Regions from separate parts of the Mus musculus genome. Here regions 2, 3 and 4 are each linked to region 1. Evidence: chromatin contacts called from public promoter capture Hi-C data. All regions are on one chromosome and are shown on one strand. Each heading gives the region's core, a stretch centred on a gene start, on an enhancer-like site or on the middle of the called end of the contact. The rest is flanking DNA. Distances are from core to core; before and after follow the strand shown. Region 1 holds the start of Apex2 (apurinic/apyrimidinic endonuclease 2). Region 2 holds the start of Ubqln2 (ubiquilin 2). Region 3 holds the start of Klf8 (Kruppel-like factor 8). Region 4 holds the start of Rragb (Ras-related GTP binding B).

Evidence for each region. Promoter capture Hi-C pulls out the DNA fragments that hold promoters and counts their contacts. Capture Hi-C pulls out chosen DNA fragments and counts their contacts.
Region 2: a promoter capture Hi-C map of adipose tissue shows a contact between it and region 1, with 4 times the contacts expected there. The contact joins the promoter of Ubqln2 here to the promoter of Apex2 in region 1. A contact is called at or near these places in 3 of 39 promoter capture datasets (liver, pre-B cells and second pharyngeal arch cranial neural crest) and 2 of 9 other capture datasets (adipose tissue and liver).
Region 3: a promoter capture Hi-C map of the C10 cell line shows a contact between it and region 1, with 7 times the contacts expected there. The contact joins the promoter of Klf8 here to the promoter of Apex2 in region 1.
Region 4: a contact with region 1 is called in a promoter capture Hi-C map of adipose tissue. The contact joins the promoter of Rragb here to the promoter of Apex2 in region 1. A contact is called at or near these places in 2 of 39 promoter capture datasets (the HPC-7 cell line and hippocampal neurons) and 1 of 9 other capture datasets (adipose tissue).

The regions. Positions count from the first base shown.
Region 1 is chrX:150,585,956-150,591,235 of GRCm38.p6, reverse strand. It overlaps Apex2 (apurinic/apyrimidinic endonuclease 2), which reads left to right and starts at 3,081. Exons shown (of 6, transcript NM_029943.2): 1 at 3,081-3,313; 2 at 4,110-4,193; 3 at 5,191-5,280. The coding sequence starts at 3,160. It also overlaps a transcript of Pfkfb1 not described here.
Region 2 is chrX:153,495,366-153,500,645 of GRCm38.p6, reverse strand. Ubqln2 (ubiquilin 2) reads right to left here and starts at 2,414. Exons shown (of 1, transcript NM_018798.2): 1 at 1-2,414. The coding sequence starts at 2,192. The coding sequence ends at 276.
Region 3 is chrX:153,356,349-153,361,628 of GRCm38.p6, reverse strand. Klf8 (Kruppel-like factor 8) reads right to left here and starts at 2,016. Exons shown (of 8, transcript NM_001357183.1): 1 at 1,920-2,016; 2 at 1,665-1,787; 3 at 1,146-1,333.
Region 4 is chrX:153,137,946-153,143,225 of GRCm38.p6, reverse strand. Rragb (Ras-related GTP binding B) reads right to left here and starts at 3,268. Exons shown (of 11, transcript NM_001004154.2): 1 at 2,651-3,268; 2 at 1,829-1,862. The coding sequence starts at 2,742.

The DNA of each region.
Region 1 (5,280 bases), core at 1,832-4,331:
AAGAAAACTATGCAGCGTGATGTTTGCAGAGCCATGGAGCCTGCTCCCACCTCCATGTACAGTGTGGAGAGGAAACTCATTTAAAGCATCAAGATAATACAGATGGGCAATAAAGTCATAAATGGTCTTTCCTTATTGGTAAGTCTTGAAATGTGTGGTTGTGAATGTACTTGTTATAGGCTAGAAGGCTGGTGGATCATTACAAGCTTATAGGCTAGATTCATGCATGAGCACATATCAGGACTTCTGTGACAGCAGCCTAGAATCCCTTTGTTCTCAGCGATCTCATAATGCCCTGGTCCCATTATGCCACTGTTTTCAGACTCATGTCTGCTCCAAAAAGCTCACTGCATTCTCGTCTTAGGAGTGGTTCTCCATTGACCATAGTCAGTCAGGAAGGAGAGCACGTAGAGGGTTGTGGGTGGTAGTACCTGTGGGTGTCACATAAAAGCCAAGAGCATGAATCTCATACACAGCATGAAAGCCCTGAAGCAAAAGAACTCTGGATTCTGCCTTTTACACTTTCTTGATCATCAAGCTAGTCCTCTGTGGGAAGTAGGCTAGGGGCTTTCATTTCTATTTCACTTTGACACCCAGAGAAACTAAAGAACTTGTCAAAGTTTCATAGCAAATTAACCCAACTTAATACACTAGAGGCGCGGTCAGAGATACACTTTCTATTGTGCATTTAATTTAAAAATATACACAGACTACGGACGTAGAAGCTAGGCTGGGAGGATCACACAATCACGGCCAGTCTGGGCTACAGAGAGTTTCAGGCCCCCATGGGAAGCACAGTTAGACTCATTTTCCAAAATTACAATCAAATCAAATCAAACAAAAATTGGAATTTCAAAGATAGTAAGGGATTGGTCTTTTAGGCTAGCGTCCTAAAGAGTCAAGTACAAGAGGATTTTAAAATACTGATAGTAAGGAGAGGGCAACATTTGGAATGCAAATAAATAAAATAAGTAATTAAAAATAAAATGTCGACAGTTGAATTACATATGCATATCATCATTCCCCAACTCTCCCATCCCCTTTGAAGTAGCTAAACCAAATTCCTATGCAGAGAAAAATCTTCCAAGGAGCCTGAAGCAAGGATTTTGACCTGTAAAAGACCTGTCTACTTTTCCTTTATGCTCACCTACCTGCTCTCTTAGAGGCTTTTTCTTCCATCGCTAATTATCCAATGGCTCTCTTGCATTTACAGACCCCCAAAGCAGGTCCGGTGGGTGGCATCAAATAGGAAACCGGGAGACATCCGTTGGTTCCTGGGAAGGCTGAGGAAGCACCCTTGTTAAGGGGTGTGTGCAGTGTTGAAATATTAGCTGCTGTACTTGCCAAAGAAGTTCCTGAGCCACCCAGAGACTTTTCTCTTCAGTCCAACCATGTGTTGTTCACCGTGCCCCAAAGGTCAGTACTAATATTAACAAGCCACTGGAGAATGGAGAAATGAAAACCAGCTATTGAGGTGAGCAAGATCTGGATTTCTTTGGGACAAAGCTTTATATTTATCTGCCTTTAGTGCAGTATGGGCAAAATCCCTTGCTTGAAAGCAACTGGTGACATGAAGAAAAATGTTCATTTCCCTTGTCCTAATTAACCCACTCCTGGGATTTGATCTTTAGTCAGTAACTCCCAAAGCATGGAAAAGCTCAAGGCACAGAATTTGAATTACAGAGCTGTTTTTCTGATAGCAGTAACTAGTGACCTTTAAGTCCGATGGGGGTGGGGTGGGGGAGGGGCAGCCTACTGTGGCTCTGTATAGCCATGAAGACGATGGCTCAAAGGCTGTGAAATTCTGAGGGTGTGTGCATTCGAATGGGAATAACTTTGTAGCAATTTTCAGTGGAAAAAAAAAAAACCCTTAGGATGCAAAGTTATAGTTTTCCTGGAAATAGGGCGATTCCTGTTAATTCTGTTTCTGTGGTCACAAAAAAATAAGTCGAGAACTCATCCCTACTGCCCTGCTTATTCATCCATTTGCTAAATATTTATTCCGTTATCATATAAGGTGGGTCAGAGATGGCCACTGCATTCAGGCTGCTGGCAGTCTAGTGACAACGGAAATCAATGGGGGTTGTGCACTGTGGTAAATACTGTGCCATGGACCATAAAGTGCAGTGGTGCCCACAGGAAAAGACGTAAACACAGAGGTGTGTGGACAAAAAAAAAATCAATTGTTTACCTGATTAAGAAGGGTTTAAATCTTGGCTCTACCACTTCTGTGAGGCTGAGACGAATTTATTCAACTTCTACTTAGCTTCAGTGCCTCTTCCTGGATTATCCTAAGAATGAAAGGACACGGTATAGACAGGAAAACCATAACTGCATCGGGAAATGATACTATTCTGGAGCTTAAATGGTCTAGGCCTCGATTTTGCTCATCTGAGAAATGGAGCCAAATGCAAGTCTGTCTTATGCTTTGAGAGTCAAGACAAACATGGCTATACAGGGAGGATTTGAGGCAGTCTCCTTCCTCCAGACTCCATTAAAACGGAGGCTAGCTAGGTTCTTAATTGCTTAACGGAGAAAGTTCCCTTCGCCACTGCCCAAAAGGACTCCAGGGTCTGCAGAAGCCCCTCAGCCACCGCCAGGGGCCGCTCACTAAAGCCAGAGTCCTGTCTCGATCCGGGTAGGGCGTTGGCTCAGCTTGTTTCCCCAGAGGCCTGCCCCTTGACAAAGGGACAAAATCCCATTTGTCAGTAACCTGGCGCATCAGGGGGTACTTTTGTAGTAGAGAAGAGCAGTCAGATTCGGGCGTCCAGGCCAGCATGCGGCCAGAAGAGAAGGAGCCCAACCAGAGACGCGCCTCTCACCAGTTACTCTTCCCAGGTTTTGGTCTGGGTCTTGCTATGTAGCCCAGGCTGGCCTTGAATTCATTACTGACCCTGCCTCAGCTTCCTGAGTACTGGGGTGACAGGCTCGTTTGATCAAGCCCGGTTTTCCTACAGCCTCCACCTTAGTTCCGTCTCCCGCCTAAGAGAACTGAACTCGAAGTCCCGCCCTGCTTGCGTCCTGCCGTCGGAGGGGGCGGAGGGGAAGGTGAGAACGCCCGGTGGAAACGCGAGAGGAAGGCGGGGAGCCAGCTCACTTCCGGGCAGCAATGCATTTGCCCGCCTAAGCTTCCTTTGGGAAACTGTACCGTTTACCAAAATGCTGCGCGTGGTAAGCTGGAACATCAATGGGATCCGGAGTCCCCTGCAAGGCCTTGCATGCCAGGAACCCAGCAGCTGTCCCACGGCCTTGCGACGCGTTTTGGACGAGCTGGATGCTGATATTGTCTGTCTCCAGGAGACCAAAGTGACCAGTGAGCATTCGAGAATCCAAGATCTCTACGGTGTTTTCCTTTTGATGCTAACCTTTGTTCTGTCTCATTTCGCGTTTCGTTTTCCTATACTTAGAATCCTGCCCTTATACCCATCTGAAAGGCCTGATCCTTTTCTTTCTAAACAACCCCACCCCAGCTAGAACCCCTAATTCCGACTCCTGGCCTGCTTTCCCCGTTGAAACCCTCATACACAGATTCCCACTCATTCTATAGCCCGAACTCTGGGCCTTGAATTTTCTCCTTTCATTCTTCTAAGCCAAACACCTCAGTTTTCCATCCCTGCCCCCACCTCAGTCCTTAATCCCCACCTAATCTCTGCCTTTAGCTCAGACTCTTAATTTCTCCTTCCCATATCTCCAATTCCTCTTTTCTCTCCACCTCAAGGCCCTAGATTCATTCCTCTTTGATATCTTACCTCAAATTTAGACCTAATTTCTTCTCCCATAATTCCCAGCTCGAATTCCCTAATTCCCTCTCCTACCTCCCACCCTTCAGGTCCCCAATCTCCACTGCCAGCATCTGTGAGTACTTTAATCTAAATCACAAGACTTAGCTCTGATTTGCCCTCCTCTGCTTCCCTATCTAATTTGAATATAATTTTCTTTCCTGACTTTCCCATCTCTCTAGCTCCTGTCAACATAAACACTTCTCCTGACCCTCAATTACAGCTCTGATGTATGCTAACCTATAACTGTAATTCCAGTCTTTCATGGGTCCATGGTGCTAATTTACCTCTGACTTTATATTTACTTTTTTTTCTTTTTTTTTTTTTTAGGAGATGTACTGACAGAGCCCCTGGCTATTGTTGAGGGTTATAACTCCTATTTCAGCTTCAGCCGCAGCCGTAGTGGCTATTCTGGTAAATGAGGTCTTCTGGGGGTATTTATGTTAGCATTGGTGATGGAGAAAAGGAGTGTTTTGGTATTTAATAAGAAGGTAACATATTTTGACTTTTCATTTCCAAAGCAAATGCTGCTAATTTTAGGTCATATGAAACCTCATATTTATGCACCGAAGTTTCCTTTTGTCCCTCAGAAGTATAGTAATGTACTTCTTCTGAGTTAACTGTATAAGCACTGGACCTTAACTGCCAGGGTTCAAGTCCTGGCTCACATCCTCTCTGTGTTTTCTGACAAGTTACTTTACCTTTGTGTTTCAGGTTTTTCACTGAGAAAATAAGGATAATGGTTATTTTCTAGGCTCTCACAAGGGTTTAGACATAGTCTTGCATGAGGTAATAATGATAGCTAATTTTTCATCAGCATTTGCTATGTATGTGTAAAATACATTATTATTGTTCTTGTAAAATATAACATTATTCTGTGGCTTTTTTTTTTTGGTTTTGTTTTTTGTTTTCGAGACAGGAACTCACTTTGTAGACCAGGCTGGCCTCAAACTCAGAAATCCACCTGCTTCTGCCTCCCAAGTGCTGGGATTAAAGACGTGCGCCACCACTGCCCTATTCTGTGGCTTTTTAAGAGGAAACTGAGGCCTCAGATGCTTTAAGACGCTACAGAGCCATGTATGGCCCCTGAGTTAGGAGGATTGTCCTTACTTTTTTTTTTTTTTTTTTTGATTTTTCGAGACAGGGTTTCTCTGTATAGCCCTGGCTGTCCTGGAACTCACTTTGTAGACCAGTCTGGCCTCGAACTCAGAAATTCGCCTGCCTCTGCCTCCCAAGTGCTAGGATTAAAGGCGTGTGCCACCACGCCTGGCTGTCCTTACATTTTTGAAACAGTTAAATTTGACAAAGATAACCAAAGCTGTTCCTTATATGGATACACTTGGAGTGGGATAGGCTGTACAATGATATATTGGCTGCTGACCCCGTTCAGAATGCTCTTGTCCGTCCCCAGGTGTGGCTACCTTCTGTAAGGACAGTGCTACCCCAGTAGCTGCTGAAGAAGGCCTGAGTGGTGTGTTTGCCACCCTGAATGGAGATATTG
Region 2 (5,280 bases), core at 1,165-3,664, 2.9 Mb before region 1:
AAGGAAGGAAATCAAAAGAAGAAAAGAAAGGAATGAAGGAAACAAAGAGGGGAGAGGGCAGGCTGGAAGGGAAGGGAGAGGGTGGGGGGAGGAGGAGCAGGGAGGGAGGGAGGGAGGGAGGGAGGGACTCCACCTTAAAATGCATCCTATTAGATTTATAGGTAGACAGATTTAAAAGAATCAAAATAAAAGTAAAGCACAATTTTGTGTGTTTAAAGATTTAAGAGCCATTATCAAAAATAAGATACATTTTTTTTCAAGGTACAGAAACGTAATTAGGATGGCTGAGAGCCCAGCAGCCTCTCAATGGCCGCGTTGATGTCGCCTCCTGTTGCTATTAGGGCCTGCAAGTTTGCTTCGCGGTTTAAGAACCCCATGGCGTTGAGCTGTTCCAGTTGCTGCTGAAATCTCACTTCAGGATTCGGCGGCTGTGGAGGGCTTCCTCCAGTGAGAGCCTGCACCATTTGTTGAATGAACTGCTGGTTGGGTCCAGATTCCGAGGTTGGACTTATGGTTTCAGTAGGTGCAGAGCTGGACACAGTGGTTGCAGGCGGGATGCCAGTGCCGGTGGAGCCGGGGGAGCTTGCAGGGCCAGTGGGTCCTATAGGCCCGATGGGGCCTATGGGGGTGAAAGGAACTATAGGGCCGATGGGCCCTATGGGAGTGACTGGGCCCACAGGGGTTATGGCGGTTCCCAGCACTCCCATCCCCACACCTGGAGCGAAGCTGGGAATGAGGCCAGGTGCTTCAGTGGCTAGAGTCTGTAGCCCCTGCTGGATCTGCATTAGCGCTTGCATCGCTCTCGGGTTTGACATGGCCGCGATGGTTTCTGGATTCTGCATCTGCTGCAGGAAATTCGGGAGCTGTGGACGCATCTGCTCCTGCAGCTGAGGATTCGAAGTGAACAGCGGGCTACTCAGCATCATCTGGGCCGCCATATCTGGATTCTGGCTCAGCGACTGCATCATGCTCCGCATGTAGGGCGCAGACAGCATATTCTGAATCAGCTGGGGATTCTCAGTTATCTGCTGCAGCAGGCTCTGCATTCCTGGGGTGCTGAAGATGCTAGCCACGTAATTAGCTGCAGCCATGGTGTTCCCGGCGGTGGTGCTGCTGGAGCTGCTGCCAGAGCCACTGCCACTGCTTGTGGTCGTGGTGGTGGTGGTGGTCGCAGCCGTCTGGGTTGTTGGCGGTGGTGCCCAAGGATTGGGCAGCGGATCACGATTCTCCGTGCGGGAGGGCTGAGTACCTTCCCCTGAGGTGGAACTGCTCCCCACCGTGGCAAACGGGTTGCCCCCAAACTGCTCCTGTGCGGCATTCAGCATAGGTTCTTGAATGTCAGTGTACATGCGCCGCAGAGCATTGTAGCCACCTGGGATGCTTTCGAGATTACTGAGAGCCAGGTCTTGATTTCGCATCATCTCTTGCATCATGGCAGGATTCCTGGCGATTTCCAGCGTCTGCCTCATTATATCTGGGTTGTTCAGTAGGTGGCTGATTTCTGGGTTTCTCTGGATCAATTGTTGCATCTGTGGATTGGCCATGATGAGCTGCCTCATCAGATCAGGATTCGAAAGCATGCTCTGAACAAAGGGATTTTCCATGATCTGGATCATCATCTCAGGGCTGGCCAGGAGCTGCTGCTGCATCTGGTTCTGAAGCTCGGTGAAGTTGGGCGAGTTCAAGCCCAGGTTACTAAGGCTGGAAAGGCTTCCCAGCCCAAAGGAGCTGCTATTCGTGGTGGTAGGTGTGGAGCTACTCCTGGGAGCCGATGATGTCGTCGCCGCCGGCGCCGCCGCCGTGGTGGTGGTCGTGGTCGTCGTGCTCGTTCCCGCAGTCGTGCTGGGCTGCGTGGTGGCCTGGCCCTGCGGACGGTTCTGGCTTTTGATAACCAGGTGAACAGTCAGTCCATCATGGATGCCATGCTGCATCAAGGTATCTTGATCTTTCAGGATCTTTCCGGCGAAAATCAGCACGAGCTGATCGGTCTGCGATTTGAAGCGTTTGGAAATCGCTTCCTTGAACTGCTGCACGGTGCTGTTCTCGGGCACCGCGAACTCCTCCTTCTCTTTGGGGGTCTTCACAGTGACTTTGATGATTTTGGGCTCGGCCGGCGGGCTGGCCGCGCCTGGGGCCGCCGCAGGGCCGCGGGAGGGGCGCGGGGGGCCGCTGCTCTCGCCGTTCTCAGCCATGGCGGCCGCGGTGACGCAGGCTCACAGGGAAGGCGCTGGCGAGCGAAGAGGGCGCGAGGGAAGGAGGTGCCGCAGCAGCGGACTGGGGCGGCCCGGCGGGCAGCGCGGATCACAGTACCTCAGAGTTGAAGGCTGCGGCTCCTCCCGGTCGTCGGCTGCGCACTCGGCTCGGCGTAGGCCTCGGCTGAGGGCTGAGAGAGCAGGTCCTGCAGGCCGTCTCCGCTGCCGCCGCCTTGTGATCTGCCCGCGCGCACTCCCAGCGACTCCTGCAGCTGCGGCGCCCGCGCTCCCGCCCCGCCCCGCCCCGCCCCGCCCCCGGCCGCGCCCCGCCCCCTGCTGACGCGGCGCCAGCCCAGCGAGCGTCTCGCGGCCGAGCGCAAAACTCCTGCCCTGCAGAGGAGGGGGGGCGGAGGGAGGGAGAGGGAGAGGGAGGGAGAAATAAACAAAGAGAGGGGGGAAGAGAAGGAAAAGGAAGGAGGCTGGAGAGAAAAGCCAGGGGACCAAGGCGAGGCGGGCGAGGCGAGGGGGGAAGGGAGGAGGCCAGGAGGAGGAAGAGGGAGGCAGCTTCTTTAGCAGCCACTGAAAGACCAATGGAGAATGTGGGTTCGCAATCTGGGAGGCAGTGAAAGGATGAAAGCCTGAATTGAACCGATCCCAGGCAAAGGACGAAAAATGAATAGTAAAGAACTCTGACAAAGCAAAAAGGGAGAATGAGCGCCCGGTTGGGGGAAGGGAAGGCATGGCGGGAGCGAGCATTTTACAAAAGAAGCCGAGAAACGGCCAACAGGCTTCTGAAAAGATGAGGCTCGCTCCTAATCAAAGGGATTCAAATAAACACAATGAGATTTTTCCTTCGGGTTTATCATATTGGCAGCGATAAAAAAAAAAAAAAGAACGTTAAACCTTGTTGACCAGGAGCCGAGAAAATGCACTCTCATGCTAGTCGTAGTATGAATTGTTGTAATGGGGCAGTTTGAAAATACAAATGGACATTTTAAGGATTTGCACCTTTGTTTAGAAAGACCTAATAATCAATTCGAAAAGTATATATAAACAACGTGGCATTTTAAAAAATAGCGTTTAGCTAGTTAAATGGGTCTGTGACAGGAATACTATGATTTTGCCATACAATAAAATAATCCCTGTGTCTAAAAGATGGTGGCTAATTCATGTAGTATTACATGTCTCTAAAAAATACATTAAATGCACTGTAGTTAGGAGAAAATAATAGACGATATTTGGGGTTATTTTTTATGGTTTTCTTAACAAATGGAAACAATACATGTGTGTAGGTGTCAGCATCAAAAAGCTTGTAGACTGTATGTGTGAAAAAAATCTGAAAGGCTATACTCCATTATGATAAAGGTAATTATTAGTAAGAGCTGAAATTGTAAATAATTCTTATTTTCTATTTTTATAAGATTGTGAATTTGATGAATAAATATGCATTGCGTTTATGATTTTTAAAAACTACAAATATTATTTTCAGACAAGAGTAAAGGTAAAAATTGACAGGCACACAATAGTCGTGGCAGAAATTAACATAATCATTATGGATTAAATAAAGAAAACAAAAAATGGAGTATTACTGTTATAGAAAACCTGAATTATAGAAGAAATTATTCTGAAATCATTTATTTCTCTTGCTTTGAACACAGAAAATCCTTTTCCCATACAAAAACCTAGAGATGATTTAACAGCATTTCAAAATCATTACGTCACAGTACCTTAATAAATCTCAGTGTAAAACAAAATACAGGGCCATTATACCCATGACTAGTACAAAAATCATTATATATGCAAGAGCTCATATAGATATAATGTACAATGAAAAGTATACTTGCTTTAAATACATATCAAAACATAATTAACTGACACACATCAAATGTAAATATCTATGGTATTTAAAACATATGTACATATGTATATAAAATATTCTATTAGCTAGAAGGGCTGGGCTGCTGCTCACTGATGGAGCACATGCGTACTGTGTGTGAAGAGACCCTGGGTTCAATTCCTAGTACTGAAAGAAAAATTAACAGAAAATAAATGTACAAGAGGCAGTCATTCTAAACATCTAGTCACAAGGAAGAGGAAATGGTACAGGATTCTACACAATGACTAAATGGAACTGGAGTTAAAGCTGTAAAAATGTGCTTTGTCTCTAAACTCGAAGGAAACATGACAGGCTACCAGCAATGGCTGATTTTAGATAGTGACAACTCACCTCTGTTAAAATATGTTTAACTTTTCTGAAAATAAATAGAAATTTAATACTATATCACAAGGAATTGTTAATGACTCTTAAAGGTAAATACTATTAACAAAAATGAGGAAGAAGAAAACACTTAAAATTTAAAGAAATCCGAACACTTTTGAGATAGTACAAATTGAAATTCTTAGTAGAATGAATTGGTAAGCATAATTATAATGAGAATATAATCTCAATACTTACCACAAGATTACCCTATATGTAGTTTAAGGAACTTGATACTGATAGAAATTTCTAGGCCCCATCCCAAGCCAATTGAAATAAGTGGTGAATAAGAATATTCATTTTTAGCAGGTCTGAGTTCATTAACATTAGATTTATGGGGTACTATGTGAATGAATTCAGAGTCAAATTTATACATTTTAAGATTTTAAATGCCCAATAATAGCAAAATTAGTGTAATACACATTCAAATAACAAGGACAACAAAGAAAACTGGAAGAGGTACCTGACATGCCAGCCATAAAATGAAAACAGCAAAGACCAACAAACAATATTTCTCTCCCTTCATCCTTTTCTCTTCCCCTTTTTTTCCTCTTTCTGCTACATTTTCCTTTTTGTGAGATACTAGAAAGACATTTTACCTTGTTTCAATATGAAAGCAATGGAATAAACCATGTACAAACTAAAAAAGAACTGAGCCAGAACATACACAAGGTCCCAGGTTCTATCCCCAGCACCACAAAAATCAGTAAGTACAGATTTGAAAGACAGTGTAGTTCCAGAGCTTGACAGAGTTGGTAAAGAATTCCTAAGCCAGCTCTTCATAAGCATTACCTGAATTACTTTTAGTAGCTGTGGCAGGAAACAAGAACT
Region 3 (5,280 bases), core at 767-3,266, 2.8 Mb before region 1:
TGCTTTAAGGACAATGAAGTACGAAGTCTATCAGCAGTGAGCCAGAGAAAACCCCAGAGTAAGAAAACATGAAGAACGGCGAGTTGGAGCAGCCTGTATCATATATACCTTCTGAATAAGAATTTTAATATGCATCCCTCAGAGGAGAAAAGCACGGTGCATGGTCATATAACTAGTTCATGCTGGTAGAAGGGTTTCAAAGTAGATCTTTTTATTATCACAAACCATCTTCAGGTTAAATCCAAGTCTAGAGATGAGTCTCTTTTTCTCTTTTCTCCATCACTATTATGCTAAATGACATACAAGTACTTTATAAATTTTTCCCGCAATTACAATATAGAGAAAATAAGGTACTGTTCCCCTGGCCACCTGTTACGACATGGTTTAGTTTCTACAAAATTCTTAGGGTCAAAAAAAGTACAAAAAGCTTCACTTTGTGGCTAAGCAAGTCCCTTTGCTCCAGTAGTCACAGCAATTCTGGCTGATCTTCCACCTACAGGAGCTAACCCCTTGGCCACATCCTTAAGAGCCTAGACAGGGCTATGCTTTGGCTTCCTCCCCCAACCAAGGGGACGACCCCCCCCCTTAAAGAGGGGCATGTCCTAAGCAGCTCCTCCACAGAAGGGATCTGCTATCAGTACCTAGAGGGCAGGCTCCCAACTTAACTCTTCCCTTCCCCTCCTCCCTCGTTTTAGAAGCATCTCTAGGTACCTGCTACTGCTTGGGGGAAGGGAGGGGGTGACGTAAGTGGGTTCAGTGCTCCTCCAAATCCTCTTCTCTCGCACAGAGACTTTGCATGTACAGGGTTAAAACAAACCGTACCACTTAAGGAGGGTTGAGAGCACCTAGACAGGACAGACTGAACTAGACATACCTATCCATTCGTGTCCCTTTTCAATTCTTCCACAAGCCCCCCCTGAAGTACCCTTCCTCTTAGTCTCCGCGATCCTTAAGGGAAGTCTTTTTCCATTGAGTTGAATTTGATTCCACATAATGTTCTTACCCCCTTCCGCTTACTCGTCTCCCCCATCCCACTTCACTGCTAAAACCCAAAGCCAAGTGGGTGTGTGCGGTTGGCACGCGGGGTGCGGGGATTAGAACCCTGACTGAAGACTGAAAGAGTGGTCCTTTCCCAAGTCACTTACCGCCTATGCCTCCAGCCGCTGCCGACTCCTGAAGTGTCCGGAGCTCACGCAGTCCTCTCAGAGACTCATACTCCAGAGCTGATCTCAAGGCAGCTGTTCCCCTTGCACCCGCCCATGTCTGACAGCGCGCCTGGTAACACGCTTTAGCCTTCTCTTCCTTGGTCCCCCACCTCCCTGTTTTCTCCAGGCTGGAAAAGGATAGGGAAAACGAAAAAGGGAGGGAGTCGATTTAGACCCAGCTGGGCCACCCTCAGAACAAGGGAAACAAAGCTTTCAAGCATCCAAGCCCCGAATCGGGGCGGTGGAGCCGACTTCCTAAAAAGAATCCTCCCACTGCAGCCTTCCCTGTGCTAAAAATACAGCGGCTTCTCCGGGGCGAAGTGGCCAGCGCTGAAGCTCCTGCGTTCCCCTTTTACCTCAACCGATTCAGTTCCGGCCAAGCCCATTCTCCACCCACCTCAGAACTCCTCAAACCCTCGCCTAGAGAGCACGGGCGGGGTCCCAGCAAAGCACCCAAACCTTAGATCACGACTTGAACGCAAAGTTGAGAGAGAGAGAGGGGGAGTCAGTGAAGACCCACAAGGAGACAGCGCCAGAGGATCCCCTCCTCGCAGCGGTTAGTGCTGCACACCCGGCGCCTTCCTAAAAAGAAAGGAGGAAAAGACGCCAACGATTGGTCGAAACATATAGGAAAACACCGGCCCAGGGCAGGGACTCCAACGCGAGTGGGAGGCACTCCCGCAGGACCGCGCCTGAGAGACTTCTCGGTGGTACCTGGCCGCCCCACTGGTATACCGCACCCGCGGGTCAAAGCCTGGTGCTCTCCCCAGGCAATCTGAGCAGATGGAGTACATAGCTCTTTCTGTGTCAGACTAGGCCCAGAAGAGAGGTGCGACTATGAGGACTCCACCTAGGGTGGAGTTCCTTAAAAGGGACAAGTGGCCGCTAGAGGGGAGTGGAGTAGGAGGGGGTAGAGATGGGTGGGGCAGAAGAGGCGGAGGGACAGAGGAGGGGGTGGGGCGGGCCCTAGGAGCCAGGAGCCAGTCTCGCCCCTGGCGGCCGTCTCAGTTGGCCTCCTGCAGCTGCAGGTATGACTGAAAGCCTTTTCGGTGCATCCTTAGTCCCCAGCAGGGGTTTTCAGGCACACTACTTGGTCAACTATCCACCCAGACTTAAGCACTCCAAGGGAGGTTGGGAAGGGTGTGGTGATTGGGAGTAAGAGATTTCTAGGGAGAAAGGGAAGCAGAATGGGGAGTGCCAGTAAGATGGTAACAGTAAATGGATTTTTTTAACCCTCCCAGTTCTCCATGGCAACATGTGACACTAGCAAAGACAGAGGGGTCACAGTGTCTTTTTAGGGATGAAGCTTAAGAGGAAAGAAGAGCTGGGTGAATTTTCTAGCAATAGGAGGTGAGAGGAAACTAGGTAAAGATGAAATGATCACGGATTGGCAACAGGAAGGCTTTCTGAGTCTCCCAGCTCTCTAAGAATAGAGTTCTCAACCCCCTGAGACCGCCTCTCAGCTAAGCATTGGCTAACATCCCCGAAGAACTGGGTCCGTAGAATAGAAGCCACCATCTTTCCAGCATTTCCTTGTCCTTGCCTTAAAGTCTGTCTCTAGTTCATTTTAATGGAAACCCAGGAAGTCACAGACAACCACAGCCTCCTTCCAGTGCCTCTTCCCTACCACAATTCTGAGAGAGAGAGAGAGAGAGAGAGAGAGAGAGAGGAGAAACAAAGCGGAGGAACAGAAGGAGCAGCCAAGCAAAAGAAATAATAGGTTCCATGTCTTCAGCACCTCATATGGGCAGTTCACTAGGCCAGGTACCATTATAGTCCTCAATTTTCCTTTATTCCTCATAACAACCCTAGACAGCAGGTAGCACTATATTTTTATGTCCCATCAGGGAGTAATGTAGATTGAATTCGGGGCCTAGTGTATTCTAAGCAAGCATTCTATCACTCAGTTGGATCCCCAGCTTATGTTTCTTCTTGTTGTTTTTTTGTTTGTTTGAAATAGGAGGTAATCTTATGATAGAGCTCAGGCTAATGCAGCTTAGACTGTCCTCAAACTCACCACTCACCTGCCTCAGCCTCCTTGGTTCTGAGTTTACAGGAATGCAATGTCACACCCAGCCTCAAAAGAAAAAGAGTAAAAAAAAAAAAACCAAACAACAAACCTGAGGGTCACAGCTCAGTATGTGCCCAGCATGTTTGTCCATTTGCTTAATTGCTATTTCTGCTCAGATATGTTTTAAAAATCTCCTTTTCCTTCCCTCCCCAGTCAGTTCTCTACTAGTAGTTCACCAACTATGCAAATGTTCAAGTCCTTTAACCTGTTGTGATGATCTGGACCCTACCTTTATCTCAAGCAGCAGGGGTTTTGCTGCTCTACTGGACTCCAAATTTCTGATAAGACCAGGATTTTCTCAATTAATCTCTAGGCCACGAGACACCTTACCTTTTTTGTTGACGTGGCCTAAACTCTGTTCACCTTTTTAAAAGGACCAAGTAAAGGTCACCCCCTCTCCTAATTTCATTACGTTTGGAAGAACTGACCATTTGCTTCAGCACCTCCAGGTACCTATGTGTTGTTATAACTGCTTCTCATTATTAAACTATAAAGTCCTGGTTAGGTATCAGGTGTCAGTAGGTCTGCAATGTAGATGCTGAGTATTATTATCATTCATCGTTACAGAGCAGTAACTAAGTGCTGAACTCTGTTCTGAGCCTCACTGAATCGTTCTGACAGTGGTATAGGTAGGTACCAGCGCTATCGTTTTCATACATAGAAATCAAGGGACAAAGATTAAACAGCAGATATGTATACTTGCTACGTAAAAGAATGCCCCTGTTATAGGGGTTTTTACAAATGCCTCACTATCTCTCTATACCATATTTCTACCACTGCGTACACACCTGCTGCAATTACAAGGTAAGACTTATTAAGAGGGAGCCACATAATGTACAACTCTATATATTCGTTTTTAAAAAGGGTCACATTATACCTTGTATCCTTATGTTCTTAATATATAAAATCTAATAAATATTGCTTTTAAGAAAAGGATATTTCACTAGCCCAAGGCTATCTTCAGTAATGACAGAAAGTTTTAGATTCAAGGATGTAAAACTGTTTATGTTCAAGACAAATACACTTTTGTGATGTGAAAAACAAAGATGGGTAGACTTCTGTAATACTGCCATTAATAGCCACTAGAACTCTTTATCTAAGCTGGGCGTACCCTTTTGTCATGGTAAATTCTTTGTTTAATCTATGCAGGTTCAAGAAGATGTGTCAATCCACCTGAAGATAGCCAAACAATTTATACTCTCGCTAAAAGTTTTTCTGGAGACCTAATTTATTTTACATCCCAGATTTTGTCTGCCTCAACTGCATTTGTATAGAAAACTGTACTGGATGGGCAAATTCTGATTTTGGGAAAAAACAAAGTAAATTATTAAACCTTGGATACATACACTCAAGTATCTTTCCTGTCCCTTTTTCCATCCATTTAGTCGATGAAACACACTGAGCAACAATACACTTTTATCTAGGCTAGGTGTACCCTTTGTGTCAGATGGAATGTTGTGAGAGAGCAAACATCAAGAATTAACTAGGGTTCTTCGTTTTAGGAAGCACCACGGGCTCCCCTTCTCTTAAGGGGCTTAAGAAATAAATCAAATAGCAACCCGCAGTATCTTCAACTTCTCCCTTTTCACCTGAAGCAAAAGGGGAACTGGGCATCTTGAGCTCTCCTGTACATGTATAAGGAAGAGGGTTAAATTACATACTGGACTTAAGGACTATAGCCAAGAAGCCTGCAGACACCTGGGTCTCACAAGATGTTGCTCTCTGTAGTGCCCTTCTTCCTTCTCATTCTCCTGCTTCCCTTCCTTCTTGAGAAGGCCAGCTAACAAACTATGGGGGTGGAGCCCAGAAGGAGGGCAAGGGGGAGAAGCAGAGGAAAAGCCTCAGGAAGAGGCCTTCATCACCACCACCCCTACTGCTCCCAGCAGAAAAAACAACAACAAATTTAAAATACTTTAAGACCTGTAGCTAAGGAGAAGGGGGAAAAGAGAGTGATGAGTGCCTGGTGGTGGTGCGGCAGCGCACGCCATTAATCCCAGCACTTGG
Region 4 (5,280 bases), core at 2,019-4,518, 2.6 Mb before region 1:
AAAGTTTCTTTGACCTAAATGCCTTAGGCCAGCATTCCTCAACCTGTTGGTTGCAACCCCTTTCGGGAGTCAAAAAACCCTTTCACAAGGGTCACTTCAGATCATCAAAAAACACAGATATTTATATTATGATTTGTCACAGTAGAAAATTGCAGTTATGAAGTAGCAACGAAAATAATGTTGTGGTTGGGGAGTCACCACAACATGAGGAAGGGTCACAGCATTAGGAAGGTTGAGAAGCATTGGTTTAGGCTGAGAGGTATCATGCCTGCCCCTCAGTGGTACTACTATATCATTGCAGACCATAAAGCTCTGTAGTCCTTCCTTTCAACAACTCTCTCACAAGACTGGAAACATTTGAAGGACAGAGGGAGAGTCTTTGTATCCTTTGTGTACTTTCTTATCTCCAGTGCCTAACAGGGAACAAAAGCTTGAAATGCACTCATCAAAAGAATGGTGCCACACGCCTTTAATCCCAACACTTGGGAGGCAGAGGAAGGCAGATTTCTGCGTTCGAGGCCAGCCTGGTCTACAGAGTGAGTTCCAGGACAGCCAGGGCTATACAGAGAAACCTTGTCTCGAAAAAACCAAAATAAAAATAAAAATAAAAAATAAAAAATAAAGAAATGAACAAGCCATTAGAGGAAAAAAGGCAAGGACAACTATCTGGTAGAGAGCAAGACTTTACAGATGTCTTTCTTGTGTAAGGATTTGACACAAGAAAAAACACCTGTTAAAGCCAAATTATCTTGCACTACAAGGAGTCAGAGTTAAATGACTTTCACAGTCCTTTCTAAGCACAGTGTTTATGAGATACAGTTCTGTTAACTTTCCTTTTCAAATGAAAGAGACACAGATTCTACCTCCAATCCTAACATATCAAAATGTCTGATTACAAATATAAGAAGCTTTAGTGAAAACATACTGGATATGCATTGGCTCAATTCAACAATTTAGATATCCAGGTTTACCTAAGAAAATTTAATTGTTTATTTAGTCTAAAATTTATATGAACATTTTCCTTGCCCTTTGCAAAACAAATTAACTAAACAATTAACTAGATTAACTAAACATTAATTAAGCAATAACTGTATCTATTTCTGAAGGTAAAGGCTGATCCTTCAACGCATGTGCATTGCAGAACCATTAAAGCAAATGGCAGTTCGCCCCCTTTCTCTTTTCACAGTTCCTTAAGCTTCTACTTTTCCCCTCCTAATTATGTAGAAATTTCTGGCATTTTTTTAGGCATCCTTGTTGACAGCAACTTCAGACATTCATCAAAAAAAAAAAATCCTCCTAGCAAACTTGAGGCCCAGAATTAAATTTTAGATAAAGTCAGGCTAAAAATATGGGAGCTTTTTTAACCTTACATGGTGAGGATAATTATGTTTGTGGTGTACAGGGAGTTTATTCATGTAAACTTCCTAATATCCCTATGAAGGTTATTACCAGTACTTCACAAGTGATACTAAATCCCAAAAAGGTCAAGAAATATTGCTCCTGAGCTACAGTCTTAGGGATATTGTCTAAGTCCCAATAAAAGTGCAAAGCAAAGCAAAGAACATCCAATTCCAGCTAGAAAAAAAAATTGCACGTAACATTTGATTTGGGTTAAAGAATCAGTGCACACACAGAGGGCTGTGTAATATTTGTATCTGGCTTGACTCCATGAGATTAATTTTAGACAAAGTAAATCTGACAGTAAATAAGGGGATGAGTGTCTCAAAGACCCCATAGATTCTTGCCACAATCCAGAAAAAGCCAGATTCCCTGAACTGCAGCTTCTTACCTTTTTCTTCATGTTACTGATGTAGCTAACACATCTTACCTTTTTCTTCATGGCTGCATTTGGCATTGCCCACCTGTAGATATAAACCAAAAGATGGTGTTTTCGTGATCTAATTGCCGGGGGCGGGGGGTGGGGGGGGGGACACACAAGTAAACTGAAAGATGCAGACGAATATTCTTTAAAGCAGCTAAGTATGGATGAGACCTCTTTTCAGAAGTCTTCATTTTCCTAAATTATAAAGCTGGGTTTATGCTCCCTGTTTCCTTCATCAGCTCGGGAGACGCTTCCTAGGATGGCATATTTAGGAATAGAAACCATTTAAATTCAAGATTTGATATTTTGTCATAAAGCTGAAGCAACACTCTGGGTACTTTTATAAATCAAACAATATTGTCATAATCTGAATACTATTTTTTTTAAATTCATCTCCGTATTTTTCAAATCTAGAAGCATCTTTGGACCTTCAATCGTCCTTCCAAGCTGTATTTCATTCATTAAAGGCACAAAGTACATATAACGCAGTTCTCAAATAGGCATATCGCACTATACGTCATTGGTCAGCAAATGTCTGTCCTTTCCTTTTTTATCATCAACAAGGTGATAACATCAAATAACCTTTATAGAAAACAGAAAACAACTCAGAACTGTCTCAATTAGAAGACTACGCATAAACCAGGAATCCCACATCCAGGCAAAGGGTGTTTCTATTCTGTTTTCCGTCATCAAGGGCATGATATCAATCAACCATATTGGTAAATTAAAGCAATTCATCACTGCAGGTTAGAGGTTGTTGCATCTCACAATACTCTTTACAATTAGCATGCCCTCCCTCCCAGGTGCAACATAATCCCCTTTACCCACCCAAGCGATCCTTCCGGCTCCCCTAGAGGAGGCTCCACTTTTGGGCCCACATTCTCTTTCTCTGTCTTTTTCTCGGAGTCAGATTCTTCCATCGTGCAACAAGTCCTTCACAGTGCCTTCTAAATCCGCAGTACCGTTCTTCTGGCTCACCTGCCTACGCTCAGCACCCAGGGCCCGCGGGGCCTGATCTATCCCTGCCTCCGCCTTTGTCCACTGGGGGGCCGCTTTTCCCACAGTTACCTTTACCGACCCGAACTTAGTCTCCAGGCACAGCCGAGCAGGCCAGCCCAAAGGAGCAAGCGATTCGATTCGGTGCGTGCAAAGGAAGAGATGGAGGAGAGGGAGGGCAAGGTGGATGAGGAGTTGGTCCCGAGTTTGGGCCTCACTCGCCAAGGTCTCAAGACCCAAAGGTAACTTGGTCAGCTTCTGTACAGACTGCAAAGGCTGAGATAACGGAATGAGCGGAGCGGAGCTGCAGAAGCAAAGCGGTCACTGCCTGGTGGCTCCTCCCGACCTCGCTGCCAGTCACGGTCCGCCTGAGGATGCTCTTACTTCCGCGCCCGCCCTTCAGGAGCGCAAGAACCTCACCGCAACCACGCTACTGCAGGCCAGGATCACGTGGGAACCTGCCGTAGTCCCAGGGCCTGTCACGTGCCGCTACCCTTTTGGGGGGGCCCTGGGTTTGCTTGGAAGAATACCATAGAGACTGCTTTAGGAAAGCCAGAGTGCCACCCGCCATCACGTGGCCCGGGCTCTCATTTCCGCGCCATTGGCCCTTAGGGCGGCCTGCGGGCACCTAGACACTGATGGACGCGGCCCCGCCCACTCGCTGCTCAGAGTTAAAGGAGAAGGTTGCAATTTCAGCACCTGCCAGCTAGCCGTTTTCACTACTCCCTATGATTAGGGCCCTGTGCATTTTTGCATTTTGGTAACTTTTCTTCCCGTTAATCCTTATGACAGTTCAAGTAATTAAAAAAGCAATCCATCTAAAGTGTTTTAAACTGTCTTTCCCATAGAAAACTCTCAATAAGTTGTTATTGCCAGGACCAGAACCACACGGAGGGTTTAACACGTCCGCCACTTAACTTTTAAAAGTTGCAAACATAATTTTAAAGTTTCTGATGATCATCATGAGATACTTGCTACATACAGAGTTTTATGTGGAGAAGAAGTGATTTGTCAACCAGCTCTCAAATCTCAACGCAGCAAGTTCCAACCTCAATGACCTAAGAGCTTCTTAGGCTTGGAACTCTTTTAAATGTGACACCAAGGTTACAGGCTGGGAAAAAGAGTGGCATAGGTTGATGCTCCCTTGAAAGACTGAATTTGCCATTCACAGTTTGTAATGGCCTCAACTTTCTCAGCTTATAGGTAATGTCCTCCAGAGGTCTTCCCAACCCATACTCTATTAGAGTACAACAGTCTTTTGAACCTGCAGTAGTTATTTTCTGTTGTATGCTTTTTAATTCATAATATTCCTTTGTAGTTTTTCTTTTGTTGTTGAGATTATACTGTAGACACATTTCTTTTTTCCCTTTTTTCCCTCCAAACCTTGTCATATAAACAACTCTCCTTGCTCTTTCAAAGTCATGGCTTCGTTTTTCATTGGTTGTTGTTATATGCACATATATGTATATACATATATATTCCTAATATAACCCGCTCAGTCTGTATAATAATCTCATATATATGTTTTCAGGGCTGAGCAGTTGGTATTGAAGAACCAGACAGTGTATTCTTCCCTAGGGAAAATTATTTCTCCTGCTCTGGGCATTCCTTGGTTGCCTGTAGTTCTTTGTGTAGAGTATAATACTTACTGACATGGCAATAATCTTGTTTATTTGATCTCTGAGTATAGGATTTCTATTTAAACGCTATAAGGACAAGCACTTACTTTTGAAAAATGTTCTCCTATACACTAGGTTCACAGACCAGAATGTGTGTATATACTCGATATTCACTGAGTACTGTTTTTTTTATAAAGATAAGAACAAATGTGTTAAGGAATTTCTGATTAATAACAGAAAGGAGAAAATGTATGATAGTTCTTTAATATCCACAACACATGAGTGTATTTTGAGAATGAGCATGCCTAGACATTTTTAGGAAGTAAAGCCAATGAAAAGAGAGGAAACAATTGCTACAAAATTTCTGGAGAGGAGAAGGAGAGGAAGCTAGAGCACAGCTAGCAACATTCCTTCTGGATAGAAGACAAAAATTCTATGGAGACATGAGTAGGAGACAAGAGTAGGCATGGACACAAAGCAGTCTCTAGAAGTTGATGATAGGTGGTGTATATGGGAAACTATCCCAGCTATTGTATTCTATTATCAGTGTTGGAAAAGCAAGATCATTTTGGGAAATTGGCCGAGATGTTAACCATTTGAAAGATAAGCAAAAGAACAGCATAAAGAAGCATGCCGCAAGGATTTCTGTTCGGTACTGAAAGAACAATTAAGGTTGGAAATAGTAAGATGGTATGGCACACATGCATGGATTGGTTTGGGGGTGTGTTTTTTGCTCTAAATGTAATCAACAACCTTAGTGGAGATGATTATAAGACAGGCTAGGTATGACCTCTGAATCTTCTTCCAGGGCTTTTGAAGTTTAAGTAGGAAACAAGGATAAGG